Regions from separate parts of the Rattus norvegicus genome. Here region 2 is linked to region 1. The links are chromatin contacts, called in public Hi-C maps. All regions are on one chromosome and are shown on one strand. Each heading gives the region's core, a stretch centred on a gene start, on an enhancer-like site or on the middle of the called end of the contact. The rest is flanking DNA. Distances are from core to core; before and after follow the strand shown.

Region 1 (4,106 bases), core at 539-3,038:
AGAGCGTGTGTGTGGGCTCACCACTTGCGTGCCCACTGTGCTCTGTGGTGGGCCGTGTTGAGTGCCCACTTCCACCCAGTAGGGATTGCCCTTCTGTGCTGGCGGTCAGGCTGGGACTGCTATGGAACCTGTATCCGTAGACCCCAGGAAACAGGATCTAGTGGATAGGGCTCCTGGGGTCCTGGCATGCTATAATTGGATATGGCTCCTCCCTGCCCCACTAGAGGCCTGGCCTTGGCTCTGTAAGTATGGAGCCAACCCTGTAGCAGAGGCTTGACCATTAGGGTCCAGCCTCTACTTAAGAGTTGTATGAAAAGTAAGGGATAAGCATCATTAGGACCCTGCCTTGGTGACCTGCTGAGCCTGGTTCAGTGTGACTCCTGTATGTGATGTTATGTTAACTGTCCACCATGTTCACGTGGGGCCTTATGCGTGTTCCCTGGTCTATTCAGAGCCACACGCCCATTTGCTCTCAGGACCCACCTGGTCCTTTAGCCTTGGGTACTCAGAGAGTCCTCACTGCTTTGTCCCAGGCCATTTCACCTGGTGACAGGTAGCTTCAAAGAGACGTCATTTCTCCTCATACGCTCTTGTTTGCGACCAGAAGACTCAGGAGCTCTTCTGTCCTTACAGGTTGTCCCCAGCTGCTGGGGACCTCCAAGGGAGGTGACCTCATGCCTACCACCAGGATATTGAAGGCTGTTTAGCTGTCTAGGGGCATCTGTTCCCTGCTTGGGGTGTTTGGGACACTCGTTGGCCTGAGGAGGACAGGCAGGAGTGGGTGTCACCTGAGCATGTACTGTGGACCAAGTGGCTGGGCTATTTTGGGTCCTCAGCATATTTCTGCTGTTCGAGGAGCTTGACTGGCAGTGTCCCACTGAGGCTCTCGGCTCCTCGCTACGTCATCCATCAGCAGCTGGGCTAGAGGGCAGCTGTAGGTTTTGAGATAAAATGGGGGCTGTGAGGGGATTGTACAAGAAGTAGAAAGGCTTGCTTGTATGTGCTATGTGCAGATGTCACCGTTCAGTTAGCAGATCCTTTCCTATGACCTTGACCTTTGACCTGGCTGCCTCCCGTCGGATACCCCTGTCCTGTGTATTTCCCAGACTCCACAGGGAGATGCCATCGTTTTAGGGCCTTGGCAACCCCAGGGACTTTGTAGGGTTCTCCTGGCCCACTCACTGGTACCCAGGTGCCTTCCTGAGCCACTGCCTCTGCCCACAGCCAGGAAGCAGAGAGGGGTGGATATTTGAGTTCAACTCACTCTCCTTTCTGCAGTCCGGGCTCCAGGCCTTGAGTGGAAGGGGAAGGCGTGGCCTGTGTTTAGGGGGTTAGGTCGTTCCTCCCACCTCCTTATCCTCATTAGACAGTCCTCACCCTTTCTCCCGTTTACGCTTAACTTCGTGTCTTATTGCCAGTCTATGTACAGCACACATATGTACACGTGCACAGGTGCAAGCACACGAGCTGCCTCATGTATCTGGAGGTCACACGGCAACGTGAGAGAGTTGACTGCTGCCGTCTGCTGGTCCAGGGTTCAAACACTGCAGCTTGAACTGCCAGCACTGAGGCTGCCTGACCTCTCCAGCCCACTTGCTTTTTTCCTGAAACAGAGTCTCACCCTGGTGCACACTGACCTTGAACTCACAGCAGTCTTGCCCCGGCCTCTCCAGCACTGCTTATCCGAGCTATGTTGTCATAGTACTGAAAAGCTGACCAACACAGAATGCTTGCCCCTGTCCCTCGTTGCTGTGGCTACTGAGCTTCCCCAGAGGCCTGGTGGTGACATCTCCATCTCTCTCTGGTGCTGGGAAATCCCAGTGCAGGGCTAAGGTCACTGCTGTTCTCGCCCTTCCTGTCTGTCCAGTAGCCTTGCTTGCTCTGTGGCAGTTGGCTTAGGTCTTGCTTTGTTGCACGTTTTCTTTTAAACGTTTTGCTCCCTCAGGCTCAGCACCCGTTCCAGGTTCCAGTTCTCTGGTAAAGAAGCTGGGGCGGGGCTGGGGATTTAGCTCAGTGGTAGAGCACTTACCTAGGAAGCACAAGGCCCTGGGTTCGGTCCCCAGCTCCGAAAAAAAGAACCAAAAAAAAAAAAAAAAAAAAAAAAAAAAAGAAGCTGGGGCTGAGAGGTCCTGCCCCAGTACAGCAGTTGCTACTGTCAGGCCTCAGACATGCTTGCTGGGCCCTGTCTCCTTCCTTCATAGGACGAGGGCCTCGGCCAATGCTGCGACAACTGGTAGTCAGGGAGAAGCTGGAAGCAGCAGCACTTCAGAGCTCCATTGTCCCCCAGCTAGGGCTGGGCTGCTGTTCTGTCACAGTGGCTCCTGGGAAGCTCCCTTTGTTTGGGCAGCAGCCACAGCTCATTCTGTGTACCTACTCCAGCCAGCACAGGCCTGCTCTGGTCTCCAGCATCCCTGTCACCATCATGGAGGTTCTCCATGCCTGTCTGGTTACTGCCTGCTTCTGGGCCTGTCTTTCTGCCCACAGGGAGTAACCGTCAGTCAGCCTGTGCAGAGTCCAGTGAAGTGAGGGTGAATGCAGTGCCAGGCAAGCGGGATCCGAGGGCTGTGTCAGGGCTCAGCTTCTGCATGACCTCAGCATTCCAAACCCTTTGCATCTGCAAGAACAGCCTGTTCGGTTCTGTCTCTGGAGCGACGGAGGGCTAAAAAGGTCACATTCTAGCTAGCGTTCTCAGTTAGCTCGTTCCGAAATCCTTCTGTGTGGTGCTGGGTATGTTATTGCTAGAGCTGGTCTCCACTGACCTTGGTGTTATTTTTACTTTGGAGTAATTGCAGAGTTACCAAAAGTTGAGAGAATCATCTGGAGAGAATTACTTCCTGTCCCCTGGGATGTCCTACCATTGGGTACTTCTGTGTGGCCTCCCCCCCCCATGCTGCCCCCAAACTGTCTTGGCTGTGCCAGGCCCATTTTTCTTACAAGTTTCCATGCACCTCAGAAAATCCCCAAGTCCCACCCCAGCCTGACATCCCACACTTAGGCCCGTTGTCACCTCACTTGTGGTTTGACATTGCTTCTAGTCATGTGACATCTGCCTAGGTATGCACTGGAGTGCAGTGGAGTGCATTGGATGCTCCGTCTGTTGGACCAGCTGGAGGAGTAGCTACTGAGCCCTGGGCCCTCTTACCCCAGCCAGGCCCAAGCTGTGCAGCCCCAGGCTAGAAGCATGGGCACCAGACCCCAGCACCGTGACCCTAACTGCGTCACCAGCTGCCGAGGCTTTGTGCCCGCTCCCTGAACAAAGGCTGGGCTAGCTTACCAGGATCTCCAGCTTCTCCTCACAGGACTTGCTTCTGCCTTGTTTATCCTTAAACACACAGGTTCTCCATTGCACAGTCCAGGAACATCTAAATGTTTGAAATGGCAGGAGACTGTTTTCTACAGATGTTCTTGGAAGCTAAAACCATGTTCTCTCTGTGGCTAAAACCATGTCAGCCCTGGGAAAGGCAGTTAAGGCCAAGGGCATGGACCATCTTTGTGTCGCTGTGGGACAGACTAGCAGCAGAGATTCCAGTGACCTGATCCCCACCCAGCCGCCCAATGCCCAGTAACCAGTGAGGGGCTCCTCTTCCTGCCTCGTAGTTCCTCAGTTCCATGCTTAGGGCAGGGCTGCTGCTCTGGCTGGGCAGTGTCCCTAGCTGACTCCAGCTGTCCTAGGACTGGGCTGAGGCCATCCTTAGAGAAAAGAAGCCTAGCTAGCATTGTCCCGGCCCCCTCAGAGCCAGCCCATCTGTGTCGTCAGTGCTTTCTGCTCACACAGCCCCGGTTGTCTATGCCCCATAGTCAGTCAACTTCTGGTTAAATTGGACAGGTCCAACTGATGTTCCCACAGAGCATGCAGTGGTAGCCTTGGGTTTTTTCCTTTGAGAAGAGGGACCATGTCATCTGGCTCCTGGTGCAGATATATCTCCACTTGTGTTCTCTTTTTTTTTTTTTTTTTTTTTTTATTTAGAGAATACTTTATTAGTTTTTGTAATCAAACCCACGTATATAAGACCTTACATATTTAATACAGTGTGTTACCCCTGTACAAATGGAAAAAACTTAAGTTCAACATTTCTAGACCAATATGGCTGTTAATTTCTGTACAG
Region 2 (4,106 bases), core at 901-3,400, 64 kb after region 1:
TGCCGAGCTCTGCTTCGGGTGACACCACTAAGAGAAACTCATCAAAGAACTTCTTTGGAGATACCTGTGGTTTCTTGCTGCTTCTGCAAATCCGGGCCAGTTGGTGGGCCTCTCGGTTTCTTCTGGATTGAACTGTCCCTGAAGATTCCTGTATAGTGTCCGCCGAGTGGACTGGACTGCAGCTGCTGATTCGTGTTTGGTGTTTGCTAGTGGACCGGACTGAGAACAGCGAAGGTTGGAATCATCCCCAAAGAACTATTTCTAAACAGGCCTGCTTCCCTCATATTCTAATAGCCTTTCTTTTCCATTACCTCTGGTGGGTGGTGGACTAGAGTGGAGGTTGAACCTTATTAAAGTAGGTTGTGAAAAATATATGTCTACAGGGAAATGATGCAATTATGTTCTAATCCCAACAAGTAAATAACACATCAGGTGGACCATCTAGGCAGTACTAGGCCTGAGTACTGCCGTCAGCTAAGAATGGAGCCCTATCTCAGGAGGTTTTACATACCAGGAAAGGGGAGAACCCTGCCCTAGGTGAATTCTCTGGTGAAGGGAAGGGAAGGAAGGCCACAGTCTGCACCACAGCATGGGGGAAGGAGCCTGGGCCTGGCTTCTCTTCCTCATTTGGTTGCACGTCCATTTTCTGCACCGATTGGAGAAACCGGAAGTTACATAACACTTTTGTCCTGTGAGCCAAACAAGAGTTCCAGGAGAGGCACGGGGTAGGTGCACATGCAGCAAGATCAAACCAAGTGTGAAGTGACCTCTGCTCTTGACTTTCACGGGTGGGTCTCAGGCATGTCAGCCAGTGTGTCTGGTCTGCCTCAACCTGTGGACACAACCTCATCAGGAGTGACTGCATAAGAAAGGGGTCCAGGTCTTGGCCCCACTCAGGCTACAAACGCCAGCAGCCTGTGCAAGACGGAGGCTGCATTTCATCTCCTGGCCACAGAACTTGGCACCGTTCTTGGGCCTTTTCGCTACTGCCCACAGCCCAGGCCTGAAGCAAGCCAGCCTGTGGTCTGTTCTGCTTGAGGAAGTGAAGAATGTAAATGGTTGATCCTTAAAGTGCAAGAGGAATGCTACAGCTCAGGGGCTCTGGGAGGACGGGTGATCAGACAGCAGGAGAGGGGCAGTCGAGGAGGGGAGGAGAGGAGAGGGAGGGGAGAGCCATCCTCACTCCGGGTCCTCAGGGAGAGCAGGATGGGGGAACCAGAGCCATCTGAATTCAGGGAAACAGAGGTCTGGAATCCCCATGGATGGTCTAGGGGGCTCAGGGAGGGTAGGAGATGGAAGGCAGAACCATCCCAGAGCCTGGGACTGGGGTCTGGAGTTCCTATGTACTTGGCTGGCTAGGATAGTCCCCTTATTTCCCCCACCCCCGCCAAGGATCAAAATCAACGACAAAGAGGAAGCAGATGTTTAGGCCTCACCATCTGGAAACTGAAGCACCTGTCTGATGCTCTAGACCAAGGGGACAAGGGAACAAGGGGGGAAACCACTGGGAAATGAGTTCATGGAGCAGCTGAGGGGGTCTGAAAAGAGGTTCTAGAATGTGTCACAAAGCAGCAGGATCCAATGGGAGGGCCAGAGAGTTTCTGCAGAGTAGAAAGCCCAGGAGAGGTACACAGGGCACACAATATGGTGGTTCTTAAGAGACGCCTCACGTTGGGGATTTAGCTCAGTGGTAGAGCACTTGCCTAGGAGGCACAAGGCCCTGGGTTCGGTCCCCAGCTCCGGAAAAAAAAAAAAAAAAAAAAGAGACACCTCACACCTGATAACAGACGGCTCTGGTCAATCTAGTGAGACTCAGCTGTAAAATAGGAACAGAAGGAGGAGAGACCTGAGGAAGTAGCTCAGTGGTTGGGCCTTGGGTTCAGTCAGCAGTGTAAGTTGGGAGAGACAGGCTAGGGCCTGGAGATGGGAGAACAAATATGACCATGACCCAGGAAGAGGCCAGCTCAGGCCAGTCCACCAGGAGACCCCAGAGCTCAGGCCAACTTTCACGATGAGAAAAGACATTCCTTAGGCCTGAGAGATTTCAATCTTGTTCTTTACCCAGCTGGCTGGGTCACTGGGCGGGGGCAGTTCCACTATGGTCACTGGTTAGTCTTGGTAGCCTGTGAACCCTGACCTACGGTATCTGCAGCAGCCGCCAGAGGCACTGTCCCCACAAGAGTCGTGGCTTATATAACAGGGAGAAAGCAACCCTGCAGCTACACACAGAAGGGAAGTAGCAGATGTCTCGGAGCAGGACGCCTGGGATTCGCAGCTTGGGGCAGGTGGGCACTGGCTCCAGGGGCTCACCTAAGCCTCAGAGGCACAGCTGTCAGGGTCCTAGGGAAGCCTAGGTGTAGCCAGCCTGCCAGCCAGCCAGGGCTTCTGCAAAGTGTCCTGATGTTCACTTGTGTGTGTGTGCGCACTCCTGGCCCAGGCATTGCAAGGCCCCTGTTTCAAGGGTGTGGCTGTTGGGGATTGGGGTTTGTGCCCTGCAGATGTTTATTCCCAGCCTGGAGAGAGATTCATGTTTCACAGTTTAACAGAGCTACTCTAGTATTTGAGTTTATGCGAGGCGACAAATTCTGCACTTGCCACCTTAACAACATCCCCTCCTCAGCTTCGCCCGCTCTGCCCACAGACAAATCAAAACCAGCTCAGACATAAAATGTTGGAAGGGTTTTTTTTTTTTTTTTTTTTGGTCTGCTCCTCTGGGCCATTTTTGGGAAGAAAAAGAGAAAAAATAACAAAATCACAGGAGATGGGGCAGCCTCTGGCCACAGTCAGTTTGGAATCTCAGAAATGCTGGGAGCTCCGTGCCATGACCCTACCCTGTGACTGAGGCCACCTTCCTTCTAGAAATGCTGTGGCTTCAGGGTGAGAATCTGCCGTTAACTCACACGCCTGCCCCAAATAACACACTCAAAGAGAAAGAGAGCTGAGAACGGCCCAAGCCCTGGGCTTCCAGGGATTGTGAACTCGCCCGATGCTGCCTGGTTCCCACAGCCCCAGGCGTCCTCACAGTACCACGTCATCCAGATATAGTGCAGGAAGCCACAGCGGCTGAGGTGGGCGTCTGCTGTGCGGTGCTGATAGCGCACACATGGGATAGCAAGTGTGACAAAGGGCAGGCTGTTCTCTGGGTGGGACTTGCACCGCTGAGCAACATGCGAGAAGTTCTTGCTGGCGGCACGACTCTTCAGGGAAGTTGTAAAGACCTGTCTGCTCACCAGCTAGAGAGGCCACACCAACGCACCAAAGGCAGGATTCTACTGAGCCCAGCTGGGCGAGCCAGTGAGTTTATTGGGGTTATTTACAGGAGCAGAGGAGTGAGGAGCTAGCTACACAAGGGGTATAGCCCCCACCCTAATCCATTGTCCATTGTCTACTCTTTTTTTTTTTTCAAAGATTTATTCATTCCACGTATGTGGGTACATTGTCACTGTCTTCGGACACATCAGAAGAGAGAATCAGATGGATGTGAGCCACCATGTGGTTGCTGGGATTTGAACTCAGGACCTCTGGAAGAGCAGTCGGTGTTCTTAATAATGCTGAGCCACCTCTCCAGCTCCATTGTCTCCTCTTATATGGTGACTGCGATCTGGGGAGAGGAAGGGCCCTGTGAAGACCTGCTGAGGAATGTGAGCCCCAATGGTGAGCCTCCCTCCTCCGTCCACAAGAGAACATTACTACACACTATCCTGTGGGGTCACATGCTGGTGATCACAGCTGCCCTGCTTCAAGAAGATGATGGTCCCATTGACCCGGAGGGGACAGCTACACTTTAGATCCCAGGGACTGGCTGTACAGGGGCTGCTGTCCAAGAGGTGAACTGACTAGGCCAGCAATGGAGGCTTTCCCCAGCTTCTGGGGGCTCTCTGTCTCTCCCCACAATCCAAAGTCCACACGAAGCAGAGAGAGACAGTGATTGATCAAAGGTGACAACGTTTGTGACTAGATTTGCTATAACCCATATTTAACAAAGTTGCAATACCCAGGCAGGAACCTGGAATGCAGACCCCGGGACCAGGGCTCTGGGGCAAGCAGAAGTGCTGTGGTGAGACAGTTAGGGGAATGGAAAACCACAGGGAGCAATGACTGTTCCA

What was found. Hi-C and Micro-C count contacts between places; a contact is called where the count stands out from the background.
Region 2: a contact with region 1 is called in a Hi-C map of liver, with 2.9 times the contacts expected there. The contact joins two enhancer-like sites. A contact is called at or near these places in 3 of 12 Hi-C or Micro-C datasets (hepatocytes, kidney and liver).

Annotation. Positions count from the first base shown.
Region 1 is chr20:11,122,058-11,126,163 of GRCr8, forward strand. All of the region lies in intron 2 of Slx9 (SLX9 ribosome biogenesis factor), which reads left to right. Among named protein-coding and RNA genes, the nearest start is that of Slx9, 9.9 kb to the left of the region's middle. Within about 2 kb of position 1,789, at least 44 of the 93 cell types and tissues checked have an H3K27ac peak or open chromatin away from gene starts, as enhancers often do. A contact at or near this core is called in liver, where this site is marked.
Region 2 is chr20:11,185,886-11,189,991 of GRCr8, forward strand. It overlaps LOC120098928 (a long non-coding RNA gene), which reads left to right. Exons shown (of 3, transcript XR_005497707.2): 3 at 1-415. Among named protein-coding and RNA genes, the nearest start is that of Adarb1, 34 kb to the right of the region's middle. Within about 2 kb of position 2,151, at least 23 of the 93 cell types and tissues checked have an H3K27ac peak or open chromatin away from gene starts, as enhancers often do. A contact at or near this core is called in liver, where this site is marked.